2 separate regions of the Mus musculus genome follow, and region 1 is linked to region 2. Evidence: chromatin contacts called from public Hi-C data. All regions are on one chromosome and are shown on one strand. The core of a region is the stretch at or near the end of the contact, and the rest is flanking DNA. Distances in the headings are between cores, read along the strand shown. Region 1 has its middle 25 kb from the start of Gm33597. Region 2 has its middle 39 kb from the start of Gm11415.

Region 1 (7,327 bases), core at 4,485-6,984, 320 kb after region 2:
TGTCTGTGTTCAAGAGCAGCCACTCCCACCACAGAAGCTGAGAGGCTGGGAAGGAGCTCTCCCACCTACAGGAGCTGTGGAAGGTCACACGCCTTAGGAAGCAGGTGCCTAGAAGTCAAATCAGGACCAATGTGAACCAAGGGCCCCCTTCCTGTGAGTACATTCACCTGCTTTTTTTTTTTCCCCAAACCAGTGTGCACGGGGCTTGTCTCGGATGCTAAACATCCACACCCAACATTCAGTGTTGTGAGCAAGGAAAACTCGGGTTATCTAGGAGTCTGATTGCAGTGTAGCTAGAGGAGGAGGCCAGAAGTGGAGTCATGTCTTCTTGGTTTTCTGCCTGGGGAGAACTCCTCATGCGGGTGAATCTCAATGGAATCACGGGCTGCTTCTGTTTCTGTGTCCTGGGTATTGATCACACTATCCTAGCCACCTCGCTCTGCCTCTGATTATCACTGCAACTTTTCCTCAAATCAGCAGAAGGAACAAGGGAGACCCCAAGAGGGAAACAGCATGTAGGTCTTCCAGAAAACCATTAGTTTACTGAAGGAAATATAAAGGGAAACAAGGGTGTGCTATTTGTAATTTTTTTAAATTAAGTTTTGTGATATTCTTAATGACATCATTTTGGTATTAACTGCTGAGAAAATGTATTACAATCCAAGTATTTGTCAGGCACTGTTGGAGACTGCCATGTGTTCTTTCAAGAAGACCCTGGAACAGGACAGGTCGGTCTATGCTGCACTATAAGTAAAAGGTGTTCACTTGGGTAGATCAGGGTAGGGGAAGGTGAGTCCATCCATGTAAACCCAAAGGCTAAATGAGAAGATACATAAGTTTCCTGTTCCTATGGGGACATATTACCATAGACTCCGTGCTAAAGCAACATAAATGTATCATTTCTACCTTCTTCAGGTCAGATGTCCCACAAGTTCTACTAAAAGAAATCAAGATGTTGACAGGACTTCATTACCTGAAACTCTGGGTGGAAATCTGCTTCGAGGCCCATTCAGGTCACTGGCAGAATTCAGGGTCATCCATTTCTAAAACAAGTATCTGAGCCTTTGGCGACATTTAGCCAAAGTTCCCCCTAATTCAGTAGTTCTTTACCTTCTTAATACTGGAACCTTTTAATACAGTTTCTCATGTGATGGTGATCCCCAGCTATGAGGTTATTTCTGTTGTTTACCTTATAACTGTATATATAATGTCATAACTGCTATGAGTCATAATGTGAATATCTGTGTTTTTCCTTGATCTTTTAGGAGTCACAACGCACAGATTGAGAACTGCTGATCTAGAAGATAAAGTGGAGACATTAGCAACATGGTCAGCATGATGATGCCAAACACCCAGCTCTACCCTCCTCTCTGCCCATTGCTGTAGTCCCTCTCTGACATTACCTTTGTCCACAGTGTTGTGTCAGAAAGAACTGGGCAGGGATCTGTCCACAGTTGGGAAGTCAGCCCTTTTACTAAGAAAGCAAGCATTACCCCAAGCAGACAAATGTGAGTTCGAATCAACTCTCTCACAGCTTAAGTGTGCCATTCACATACTAAAACAAGTGCTTTGTGTGTACAACTTAATCGATATTTACAAGTAAACTAGCTTTTATTACTGTTGTTCCAACTTCAAGAACAAAGTTCATTACATCAACCAGTGTTTCTGAGTTGATGGGTTAAAGCAAGTTAATTTGCTTGGTCACCAAAGCTGCAAGAGAAGCTGGGAGATGAGTTGTCTGTGAAGGTGGAGCTTCCCAAGGACCCAGAGTATGCAGGGTTTCCCAAGTGTCTTCTAGGATAGTTAGAGGTTCCATGATTCCTTGCTTTTTCTGGGTATTCCCTTTGATATTAGCTCTCCAACCAAAAGAGCACACTGCACCAGTCTGAACACAGAAGCATGCAAATCTAGTTATCTCCTGTTAAGCCAGACAGTGAGGAGATTTGCAAAAGTGTCAAATGGTATCTCTCTTATTTTTTGAAAACATAGATGTTTTCCAGAAAATGTGTTATTTATGCTACCATGTAATGGATTTTTTATTGTTAATTTTAAATAATATAAATATGTTTTAGATTTGCATATTTAACCTATCTGTGTAAACATCAATAAATATAACCCTTATAAACAAAAGCTCTTTGGTGTCTTTAACAATATTTAAAAGTAAAAAGAAGACCTGAGACATCGTTTTTCATTGAAAATCAAATCAAATCTCAGCCAGCTATAACATTTGGGGAAGAATCAAGCCCATCAGCTTTTTTCTTTTTCTTTTCTTAAATTGGATATTTTATTTATTTACATTTCAAATGTTATCATCCCCTTTCCCAGTTTCCCATTCGCAAACCCCCTATTCCATCACCCTTTCCCCTGCTTCTATGAGGGTGCTCCCCCACCCACCCACTCCCACCTCACCACCCATCAGCTTTTTAATAAGAAAGTGTGGGTATTTTTCTGAAAACATCACTACATTGTTTTCAATGTAGTATCTGTTACTCTTTTTTGCACTCTACCAAGAGAGGTTAAAAGCTTGTGACAAAGAGTACAAGAACACAAAACACATTTACTAACTGGCCTTTTAGTGAGGAAAAAGAAAAAAAAACAACAAATAACAGCCTCAATTTAGACACACTTGTTTCACCGCCCAGGACTTGACACTTGTCATCTTAGGGGAAAAATACCAGGTCTCTTTTAAGCATGAGGAAGACAGATCTAACCTCTGACCTGCAAAGCTTGTTTACAAGTAGGGAGTTCAGGGTAAAGTCATAAACTTAAGTTTAGTCATAAACAGTTGCTATTGTGTCCCCAGCAGCTAGGACAGGGCCTTCCATGATATCTACTGTAGGTACTCCATAAGTAATGATTGAATATATAAGCAAATGAGGAAGCTATTGTGTGTTCCGTTGTTCAGCCTAAGCGGATCCTGTGCCTCCTTTCTCTCATTAATGAACATCTTTGGAATTATCTAAGGATGCATGATTCTTGTCCCCGGGAGTTTGATCTGGTAATCAGTGAGTTCTCTTCCTGTTCCAGCACTCATAGTTTGCTAGCAAGCATCAGTCTCTATGAACTCTTCACCATGGGCTTGCTCCCACCAGGCCTCCTGCCAGAGGGACTTCTTAACCCAAGGAAGCAGTCTTTGCCACATCCTACTTCTATGATGGGGGTGGTGGGCAGATTATGCTTAAAACATATTGGTCCAAGCATGTCTTGTTTTGCCCAGGGTTGCTAGTCAAACTGTTTGACAATCAACTGGGTCACCATTGCATGGAAATTAGCCACAAACAAGCACATGGCTGTACTCAGGCACCTAAGCTAAAGGGCACTCATGTCTGGCCTGCTTGCTGGCATTGGGGAGGGGCTTTCTGCATTCTTATTTTGGGAATAAATAAGAATAATCACATTATATGCCACCTTTCCATACTTTAGTGTAGTTCATTCATTACAAAAGATTCTTCTGTAGATCACACATCCTACGGTCCCATTCCGATGAGGCCTTTGGAGAAGGTATAAAGGATGAAGGACAGGACAGGAAGCCTGCCTATGCTACAGAACCATCCTCCTTATATACACCGTGTATTGAGTGGGTGAAGAAGATACATGCTTCTCTCTCCCTGAGCTTCCTGCAAAGCATTTGTGGTGATACCTGAAAGCCACAGTCACAGAGCAGCAGGGACACAAGAATGAGCAGCTCATTCATTCACTTGGTGAGTGTTTCCTGAGTGCTACTCACAGTAAGGGGCTGTGATGTACAAGGATTTAGAGAAGAAGGAAATAAAACCCCATTCCATTGATGCTGAGAGCTTATTGCTCTGTGAAAGATAGAAGCCTGTAAGTGGACAACTCCAGTAGATCCAAGTGTGGGTAGTGCGTGCTGAGCAGGAGCCAGAGGAAACACTGGGAAGGGCTCCAACGTTCTGCAAGCTAGGTCAGGGCAGGCTTTGTCTGGATGCAGCATCCAGCTCAAGTCTCCAAGTCAACCAGGTAAGGTTTCCTAAGAATAGGAAGGAAGCTGGGAGCTTAGGAAAGTGTGCAAACTCCGTGGTGGAGCAAAGAGCTCGGACAGTGAGATACTGTAAATAGCATCAATATGACTGAAAGGCAGGGCGCAAAATGGAGAGATTAAGATGGATCAATTACCCTCTTTTGTAAACACCAGTAAGGAGCTTTATACTTTATCCTAAGGGAGACCCAGTGACAATTGTTTTTTTAAGCAAAAAAAAAAAAATGACCAGAGAAGATGAGCATTCTAAAATATCTGCGGAGACCAACATGGTTCTAAGAGTCTAGCTCAGGACTGTAAGAAGATAAGTCAAGGGTTCAACCATTTCTGGCTAAGAATCCCAGGGCATCTGATAGTGTCTTCTAGTTGTTGAAAGACAGTCCTCCATGGGGCTCAGCTTTCTTAATCAGCCCTTCCAGAGCTAAGGAGATCTGACTTCCAGAATCTCTTGGAGTTGGGTAAGACAACAGAAATACCAAAGGGGACTAGTTACAGGACCCCCAAAGAACCTCAAATTGAATCTATATATAATGTTGATTTTTCAAATAACTTATGCCCATCCATCCTCACTCTACACTTTCAGCATCTCTAGGTTATTTCTCCTACTCCCTAAAAACCACAGGAATGCTACACACACAGTTATTTTGTTATTCTACCATGTTATTCAGGAAATACAGATGAAAACCATCTACTGATGTTTTTCAGAGACATTTGATTGACTGATTTTATAAATACTTTGTGTATTTCGTTGAATGCATAGCTAAAGACAGTCAAGTGGTATTCTCATCACCGTAGGGATGCGCACATAGAAACAGGAATCTGCACCTAGAAAGCAGTAGAGCTCGGCCGGGAACCCTATCCACCAGGTTCTAGAGCCCTGCTCTCAGCTGCCTGGCCATGCTAAGGGGGCCATGCTCCAGTGCAGGACTGGAGCTGCTTTTCTATGCTAGATTCTAATGATAATAATAATAATAATAATAATAATAGAAATAAAGTTCCTTGACTCCGTGTTTTCCTCTTGTAAGGAATTCTGAACTTTAGAACCCCCTTGCCTGTGGTTTGAAATGGCACTGACTTCCTTGGTCAAGTAATTCGTTTTGAGAATTTCTATGGGAAACTCTATCTAAATATATAATATTATTGTTGGTTATTTGTATCCAAATATGGACTTCTAAGCAATGAGTTAGAAATGAGCAAATAACCGGACATCCAAGTATTTCTTCCATGATTCTCTCTGGTGTTGGGCCATTTGCATGGCCCATGTGGACCTTTGTAGAAGAAAATGTACTAAGGAGGCAGGACCCAGATGCCTCTGTATCCAGAGTCAGGTCTTTGGAGCTAACTGCCATCTCCAAGTTAGAGTCTTTCCAGAAATAGCCAGTGGCCCCAAGTGGGGCCTCCTCCTCTCTTCCTGAAGCTCACAGTTGAACTCCAGGCCAGCTCCTTGAAGGCTGGCCTGGTGTTAATTATGATGCAATCCCCCAGCCATGCAGCCTCAGCAACAATTTCAGGAGTCAGGGTCCATGTGCAAGGCCATTAACACTAAACATGTTTTAATCCATAATTGTGTGAGATTTATTTAATTTAGGGGCTTTATTTATAGTTCGATCGGAATTGTAATGTATTTTCAGCTCTTCGCACGGGGATCTGTCAATTTTTACGGCATCTTTTAATTGTGTTCTTCTAGGCCAGGTGCAAGCAGTTTTCCAAAGCAGGCTGATCAGAGAAGGCCCCCTGTCATGTGGCACAGTGAGGGAGGGGTGCTGGCCTCACACAGACATGACTCTATGGCATTATGGGGTAGGGAGTACTGAACCCAGAGCTGATGTGTCAGAATGAACTGCCCCAAATCCCTCTCCTCATATCTTTCTGTCCCTTTGTTTACTCCTTTGTCCATTTAACAAACATTTACTGAAAGCCGGGTCTATATCAGGCTCTGTGCTGAGGAGACAAACACGAAAGCTGGCGGAAAAAGTGGCCAGCCTTTCAGGGGTTTTTGGTATCACAGAGAAAGGTAATTTGGAGAGATAGTTGCTACAACTTGCTGAGCATCTAGTCAGTACCGGAAAATAGCATTAGAAGATACAGTAGCGTTAATAGGGAAAGGACCCAAGATATAAGATACAATTTCCTAAACACATGAAACTCAAGAAAAATGAAGACTGAAGTGTGGACACTATGCCCCTCCTTAGAAGTGGGAACAAAACACCCTTGGAAGGAGGTACAGAGACAAAGTTTGGAGCTGAGATAAAAAGATGGACCATGTAGAGACTGCCATACCCGGGGATCCATCCCATAATCAGCTTCCAAATGCTGACACCATTGCATACACTAGCAAGATTATGCTGAAAGGACCCTGATATAGCTGTCTCTTGTCAGAGTATGCCTGGGCCTAGCAAACATAGAAGTGGATGCTCACAGTCGGCTATTGGATGGATCACATGGCCCCCAATGAAGGAGCTAGAGAAAGTACCCAAGAAGCTAAAGGGATCTGTAACCCTATAGGTGGAACAACATTATGAACTAACCAGTACCCCGGAGCTCTTGACTCTAGCTGCATATGTATCAAAAGATGGCCTAGTCGGCCATCACTGGAAAGAGAGGCCCATTGGACACGCAAACTTTATATGCCCCAGTACAGGGGAATGCCAGGGCCAAAAAGGGGGAGTGGGTGGGTAGGGGAGTGGGGGTGGGTGGGTATGGGGGACTTTTGGTATAGCATTGGAAATGTAAATGAGCTAAATACCTAATAAAAAATGGAAAAAAAAAGAAGATACAGTAGCACCAGAGTGCTCATGGATCCTTGGAATTTGGTTTAAACTAATTCATGTAAAATGACTCAAGTCTGGCTACAAGCTGTATGTAGACAGCAAGCCGGTCAGTGCAGTAATTTGGTCTACATGCCTACTGATCTGATGATAGCTTTCTGATTGATGGTGAGGAATGTTTTAGTTCACGATGAACATTTCTTCTCCTTATTACTTCTTGAGTGTTGATGATTTTTCAGACTCCATGAGGGTACTTTGAGAAGCCTTCTTGCATCTTTAAGCACTTAAGTGTGTTTCCCCCATGGTATTTCCTCCCAGATCATATACTGCCATAGGCTACAAGTCTTGGCATAAAGACACCAGAAATTGAGGTAAGAGCAGAGTACAGAGACTGAAAGGTGGTCCTGCCAGCTGGGAACAGGCATTGGAGAGAGGGTCATTCAGATATGGCTGGAGGAAGGTATCACCCAACACTGCTACAAGCAAGGTGCTCATGAAGTCACAGGGCGCTGGTCATGCAGTTCAGTACTGCTGGGGACCAGAACAATTCCAAGCATGTCAT
Region 2 (6,526 bases), core at 259-2,758:
TCAAGGGAAGAAGTATCGGATTGCAACCATGCTTCATGCTTTAACATCTCAGCCTCAGTGAGGTAACACGTTTAAAAAAATCATTGAGGAAGATACTTTGAAAATGTCAGTTTATGAATGACAATGGCAATTGCCTACAAAGTGTTTCTGATTCCAGCAGGGGGCAGGAACCCTCGTTCCTGGCTTTGGTCTGTGAAAGTAGACTTTCGTTAGGACACTCTTCTATGGGGGAGGGAGCTGGACTCTGTGACCTTCACTCTTACCCATCCAGGACTCAGGGAGGGGAGATCTGAGCCTGGGAATACTGCTGACTCTTAGGTAACTCAGCTACGATTTTTTTCCCTCTTCTGCTTTTTAAATTAGTGTGAGCTAGCACGGCCTTAAGATTTGGTGCCTAGCTGAGACAGCAGAAAGTCACATGCATTAGTTAGGACACAGGCTAAACTGCTGTCCTGAAGACACTGAGAAATGCCACCTTGGAGATGAGATTGTTTATTCCTCTGTGGAGAGCATTTCCTGGCAGGCCTGCGGCACCTGGCAGGTAGGTGGCACTGCTCCATAAAGCCAGCAGACTTTCTTCCATTTTGCTCCATCAGCCCAGAGTGCTTATCTGAGGGTGCTTTTCACATCTGTATCCAGCCTGTGCAAGGGAAGGACAAACGGCTACTTTCTTTTATAACATCTGACCTAGAATGTGCACACATCACTTTCGCTGCTTGGAAATTGGTCACTTGGCCACTCTGGCACTGAGCAGCATGGGAACTGGGAAGTACTATTTCCAGCTGGACACCATTTTCTTCCTTCTTGGGTGTGCATGTACTTCTGAGGGTGTGTGAGAGAGTCGTTTTACCATCAGAAAGATTAGACTAGATGACAGAAGGAAATGGGCGGTATCTGCCATATTTTCCCAATCATAGGTCATTTGATACATGTGAGGGACACTGGACCCTCTCAAAACCTCTTTGTACCTCTGAGAACCTCTTGAAACCTCAACATCTCACCATCAAGAGAATTGTATAGCAGAAGTGTTGGGAGTAACAACCAAGATAAAGAGAGCAGGCCCGAGAGGCAGCCGTGAGCTCTTTGCTCTGCAACCCTTCCTCTGCATAGCCCAGAACCCCTGTTGGCACACACAGTCCGTGCAGACCATGGGTACAGAGCTGGAGGTAGCCAGCAGTTGGCCCAATTCTGCCTTTGGCTGCTGTTCCTGGAGTCCCCTTTCCTCCTCCTGCACCTCCCTCGTGGAGGAATTCTGTAGATTGATGACCTGTCACCTAGAAGATGGAGACAGACCCCAAATCCTGTGTTCTTAAAGGAGAGAATTAACGAGGCCTCCGAGTTGTCTTGGTGCCTGTTTCAGAATGGCCCGTGGCTGAGAGAGCCAGTGTCTGCGGGGCTTCGGGCGGTCAAGCTGCCCTGAATGTGACCTGTCAGGGGTTGTTTGTGATCTTTGTGCCCAGTGATGCAGGTCACAGGCAGTGTTCCTCCCAAGGATCTGATTGTTTGCAGTTGTGAAGTGCAGGAGCTTGGATCTGTCCGAGCAGAGGGTTAAATCATGGAGTGTTTTACAAGAGCGGCTATAGGGAATGCCGTGTTTTCTCCTTATATGGTTATTTTTCTCAGTCCAAAATCCCAGGGTGTATTTTACGTGGTTGAAATACACAAATGGAGTCACAGTCTTAGCCAAACATGCTATGTGGCTTTAAAATTAACAAGCCTCCCTCTACTTCTGTACCCTAAACACACCCTGGAGCAGCAGTTTCTGTTGAGACTGAGGAAAAGAAAGACTCTTGCCTTTTTAGCCACCAACAATATTTGCCTGGGATGAGCTTCTCTAATCCCACTGCTGCCTTCTGCATGAGGATATTTTTTCTGTGCAAGCGTCGGTGGGTCAAATCAAAGTGTCGCAGTTTTTTTTTTTTTTTTCCATTTTTTATTAGGTATTTAACTCATTTACATTTCCAATGCTATACCAAAAGTCCCCCATATCCACCCACCCCCACTCCCCTGCCCACCCACTCCCCCTTTTTGGCCCTGGTATTCCCCTGTACTGGGGCATATAAAGTTTGCAAGTCCAATGGGCCTCTCTTTCCAGTGATGGCCGACTAGGCCATCTTTTGATATATATGCAGCTAGAGTCAAGAGCTCCGGGGTACTGGTTAGCTCATAATGTTGTTCCACCTATAGGGTTGCAGATCCCTTTAGCTCCTTGGCTACTTTCTCTAGCACCTCCATTGGGAGCCCTATGATCCATCCATTAGCTGACTGTGAGCATCCACTTCTGTGTTTGCTGGGCCCCGGCATAGTCTCACAAGAGACAGCTACATCTGCGTCCTTTCAATAAAATCTTGCTAGTGTATGCAATGGTGTCAGCGTTTGGATGCTGATTATGGGGTGGATCCCTGGCTATGGCAGTCTCTACATGGTCCATCCTTTCATCTCAGCTCCAAACTCCGTCTCTGTAACTCCTTCCATGGGTGTTTTGTTCCCAAATCTAAGGAGGGGCATAGTGTCCACACTTCAGTCTTCATTCTCCTTGAGTTTCATGTGTTTAGCAAATTATATCTTATATCTTGGGTATCCTAGGTTTGGGGCTAATATCCACTTATCAGTGAATACATATTGTGTGAGTTTCTTTGTGAATGTGTTACCTCACTCAGGATGATGCCCTCCAGGTCCATCCATTTGGCTAGGAATTTCATAAATTCATTCTTTTTAATAGCTGAGTAGTACTCCATTGTGTAGATGTACCACATTTTCTGTATCCATTCCTCTGTTGAGGGGCATCTAGGTTCTTTCCAGCTTCTGGCTATTATAAATAAGGCTGCTATGAACATAGTGGAGCATGTGTCCTTCTTACCTGTTGGGGCATCTTCTGGATATATGCCCAGGAGAGGTATTGCTGGATCCTCCGGTAGTACTATGTCCAGTTTTCTGAGGAACCGCCAGACTGATTTCCAGAGTGGTTGTACAAGCCTGCACTCCCACCAACAATGGAGGAGTGTTCCTCTTTCTCCACATCCTCGCCAGCATCTGCTGTCTGGTCACTTGATCTTCGACAAGGGAGCTAAAACCATCCAGTGGAAGAAAGACAGCATTTTCAACAATTGGTGCTGGCACAACTGGTTGTTATCGTGTAGAAGAATGCGAATCGATCCATACTTATCTCCTTGTACTAAGGTCAAATCTAAGTGGATCAAGGAACTTCACATAAAACCAGAGACACTGAAACTTATAGAGGAGAAAGTGGGGAAAAGCCTTGAAGATATGGGCACAGGGGAAAAATTCCTGAACAGAACAGCAATGGCTTGTGCTGTAAGATCGAGAATCGACAAATGGGACCTAATGAAACTCCAAAGTTTCTGCAAGGCAAAAGACACCGTCAATAAGACAAAAAGACCACCAACAGATTGGGAAAGGATCTTTACCTATCCTAAATCAGATAGGGGACTAATATCCAACATATATAAAGAACTCAAGAAGGTGGACTTCAGAAAATCAAATAACCCCATTAAAAAATGGGGCTCAGAACTGAACAAAGAATTCTCACCTGAGGAATACCGAATGGCAGAGAAGCACTTGAAAAAATGTTCAACATCCTTAATCATCAGGGAAATGCAAATCAAAACAACCCTGAGATTCCACCTCACACCAGTCAGAATGGCTAAGATCAAAAGTGTCGCAGTTTTAATGAGTGGGTTCTGTGTGAGCGGCCAGCTTTGAGGCACACAGGTAGAATGGAGCGCAAACATCAAAATGCTAGGGGAGATGCGGAGTCCTTCCTCAGCAGATACTGGTAGGGTCAGGAGGAGGCACAAAGTGAGTGACCACTGGGCTTGCCACAGGTGTGAAGAGGAAGGGGGCTGTTGGGGTGCACACTGTACCGTTCAGGGCAGTTTGTGGGCGACGTGAGGAGATTGTGCCAGTTGAATTTTGCCAACTAGGTCAGGGAGAACAGGGAGGTGTTCTTGGTGGAATGAGAAAATCTTCAGGGGGGGGAAAATGCATAAATAAGCCATCTAAGATACTTTAGAAGATAGCAAAAAACCCCCGTGTCTAGAAATAAGTGGAAGAGAAGGAGCGTTATGGAGATATCAGGCTAAGGGACAGGGTAACTTTAGTGCATATCATTTAAGCCCAGAAAGCTAGGCTTGACTTAACTAAGTAGGATGAAGTTTGGCTTTTAAAATGAAAATGGCTGCTTCTCCTCCTCTTCCTGTTTCTTCTCTTTTTTGTTGTTTTATCAAACAGGGTCTCATGTAGTCCATCTAGTTTAGAACTTACTATGTAGTTGAGGCTGGCAGTGAACCGACCCTTCCACTTTTATGTCTCAACTCCTAGGAGTACAGACTTGGGCTAATATGCTCAGCCTCAAAAATGACTTCTTAGTTGAGGTCTAAGCCAGTCAAATACCAAGACTTGTCTCAAACAAAACAAAACAAAACATAACATAACTAAACTCAAAACAAAAAACCATGTCTCATTAACATTTCCATATTGGTGGTTTTCTGGGTGAGAAAGTGTATTACTGAGGTACAATATTTCTACATATTCTAGAACACATACCACACCGCAAACCCAGATTTTTCTGGCAAAGTTGACACATTTTCACTCTTCATGGACAGAGGGAGAAATGCATGGGGCAACTTGGGCTTGGAATGAGATCATTTTGAATGAGCTGGAATAAAAATACAAATGTGCATTTGAAGCCATTTTGGAGATAAACTGGTATGGAAATATGTGTCTTCAAAAACCTTTCCGCATCTTATTTAATGCCAGATAGAGCTGAGATTGCTGTGAGTAGCTGAAGAAACGGTTGACTTGCTAATGAGTATCCCAGGTGCACTCAGGTAGTTTGGGAGGACAGAGACTTTCTGGAAGCTGGAAGGATCCAGGTAATGTCTTCGGGACAGTGACCTGGCAGGAGGCAGACTCCAGTGAATTAGAGTCACAGACTGGGTCAAGCCCATCACAGGCTGGAAAATATGCAACGGGTGCAAGGAGACTGGGGATGGGGCAGGAAAGAGAAAGGCCTGTGTAGGCCTGGAGCCAAGGCGCTATCAAATTTATGACAGCTTGGTAGGCCATCAAGCATGGGGCACTTCTGGGCAGGCCTTCCTGGGTAGTGGTACTGAAGGGTGCAGGCTCTTGACCTCCAAGAAGCCCTGAGCAAGTCAGTTGATCTATCAGAACCGTAACTGCTTCCAGGGAAAATTAATCGAGGCAATCTGGAGAGCATGGAGCTCAGGCCTTGGGACAGAATCAAATTCAATAGTGATCATTGTATGGTTGTCACCAAGAACTACAACACAGTACAGAGTGAGTGATGTACAGAGACCTGCTTGCTCTACAGCTCGAAGTGACTCCAATGGGTCGTGAGGCCTAAGAACAAGAGGTTCCCAGGAAGCACACCATAGACAAGGAGTCACTTCAGCATTTTGAATACACATTCACTCTCCCATTTACCAGGTAAAACGGGAGGCTTCTTCTTTCTGCTACAGTCACACTACAGGTGAGCAAAATATATCACAGAAAAGGTGTCCACTGGTGGGTGTCCCCGTGTGAGCCTGGCAAGGACCACTTGATATTGCTGTGGTTTCCCCCTATTAAAAACCTCCTAAAATACACCGGGGGGGGGGGGTAGCAGGCTTTCAGGTTGCTTGTGCAGGTGTTGGGTGAGTGTTATACTAGGAAAAGGGAAGTGTGATGACCTAGCTCACTTTTGAGGCAGGATCTGCTTCCGGACATGTTGAGGCCACAGAAGAGTGAAGCTAGAAGCTAGAGAGATTGGAGATAAAGATGAGGTGCACATTGGGCTCTACAATTTTTTCCATTATCAAAATTATACAAATCAAAAAGTATGCAAATGTGAAAGGCAATTCCTTCTTGCCACTGGAGAATGAAACCATTGTTCTACACTCCCATACGATTATGAACACCATCAACTTGGGTTTTCTTAGTTTTTATATCTTGCATGACCCTATAGTTAATTCATGACTGTTCTTGGTACCACATTACTAGTGTTTATTTAGGATGTCATAAAAGCATCAGTAAATTGGTTTTTCAAGACAGTCACAGGCAGGAGTCAGCACTGATGTAGCAGTGTGGCCAGTCCTGAGGATGACCGCCTCTCTCTCTCCCTGCTCTGTTTGCCAGTGTTCTTCTGTAGTTACATTGGGCTGATTTTTACTCCCATATGTTATTGAACTATGTTTCTGATAAATAGGGCCTGGGGTCATAAAGTCCCAGTTCGTTATTTGTGTTGTATTGTTTTGAAACACACATCATTGGGCTCAGCACTAAAGGGGCCACATGAACCTGTTCTTCAAAGACCAAGACAGGATCCATTTGAGGACAGACATTGCAATGGTAGAGATGCCTGGATATCAGGCATGTCTCTGTTCCTGCCTTCTCCTTTCTTGGAACATTTCTCTAATTATATTTGTATTACCTAAGTCATCAAGGTTTCTCTTATGTGAATCCGAGGATGATTTCAAGAAACCAAAGCACTGTCTCTTATGATGGC

What was found. A called contact is a pair of places that touch in the nucleus more often than the background predicts.
Region 1: a contact with region 2 is called in a Hi-C map of uterus. The contact joins two enhancer-like sites. A contact is called at or near these places in 2 of 484 Hi-C or Micro-C datasets (adipose-derived mesenchymal stem cells and uterus).

Annotation. Positions count from the first base shown.
Region 1 is chr4:84,242,122-84,249,448 of GRCm38.p6, forward strand. No RefSeq gene overlaps it. Among named protein-coding and RNA genes, the nearest start is that of Gm33597, 25 kb to the left of the region's middle. Within about 2 kb of position 5,735, at least 7 of the 459 cell types and tissues checked have an H3K27ac peak or open chromatin away from gene starts, as enhancers often do. A contact at or near this core is called in uterus, where this site is marked.
Region 2 is chr4:83,925,088-83,931,613 of GRCm38.p6, forward strand. No RefSeq gene overlaps it. Among named protein-coding and RNA genes, the nearest start is that of Gm11415, 39 kb to the left of the region's middle. Within about 2 kb of position 1,509, at least 15 of the 459 cell types and tissues checked have an H3K27ac peak or open chromatin away from gene starts, as enhancers often do. A contact at or near this core is called in uterus, where this site is marked.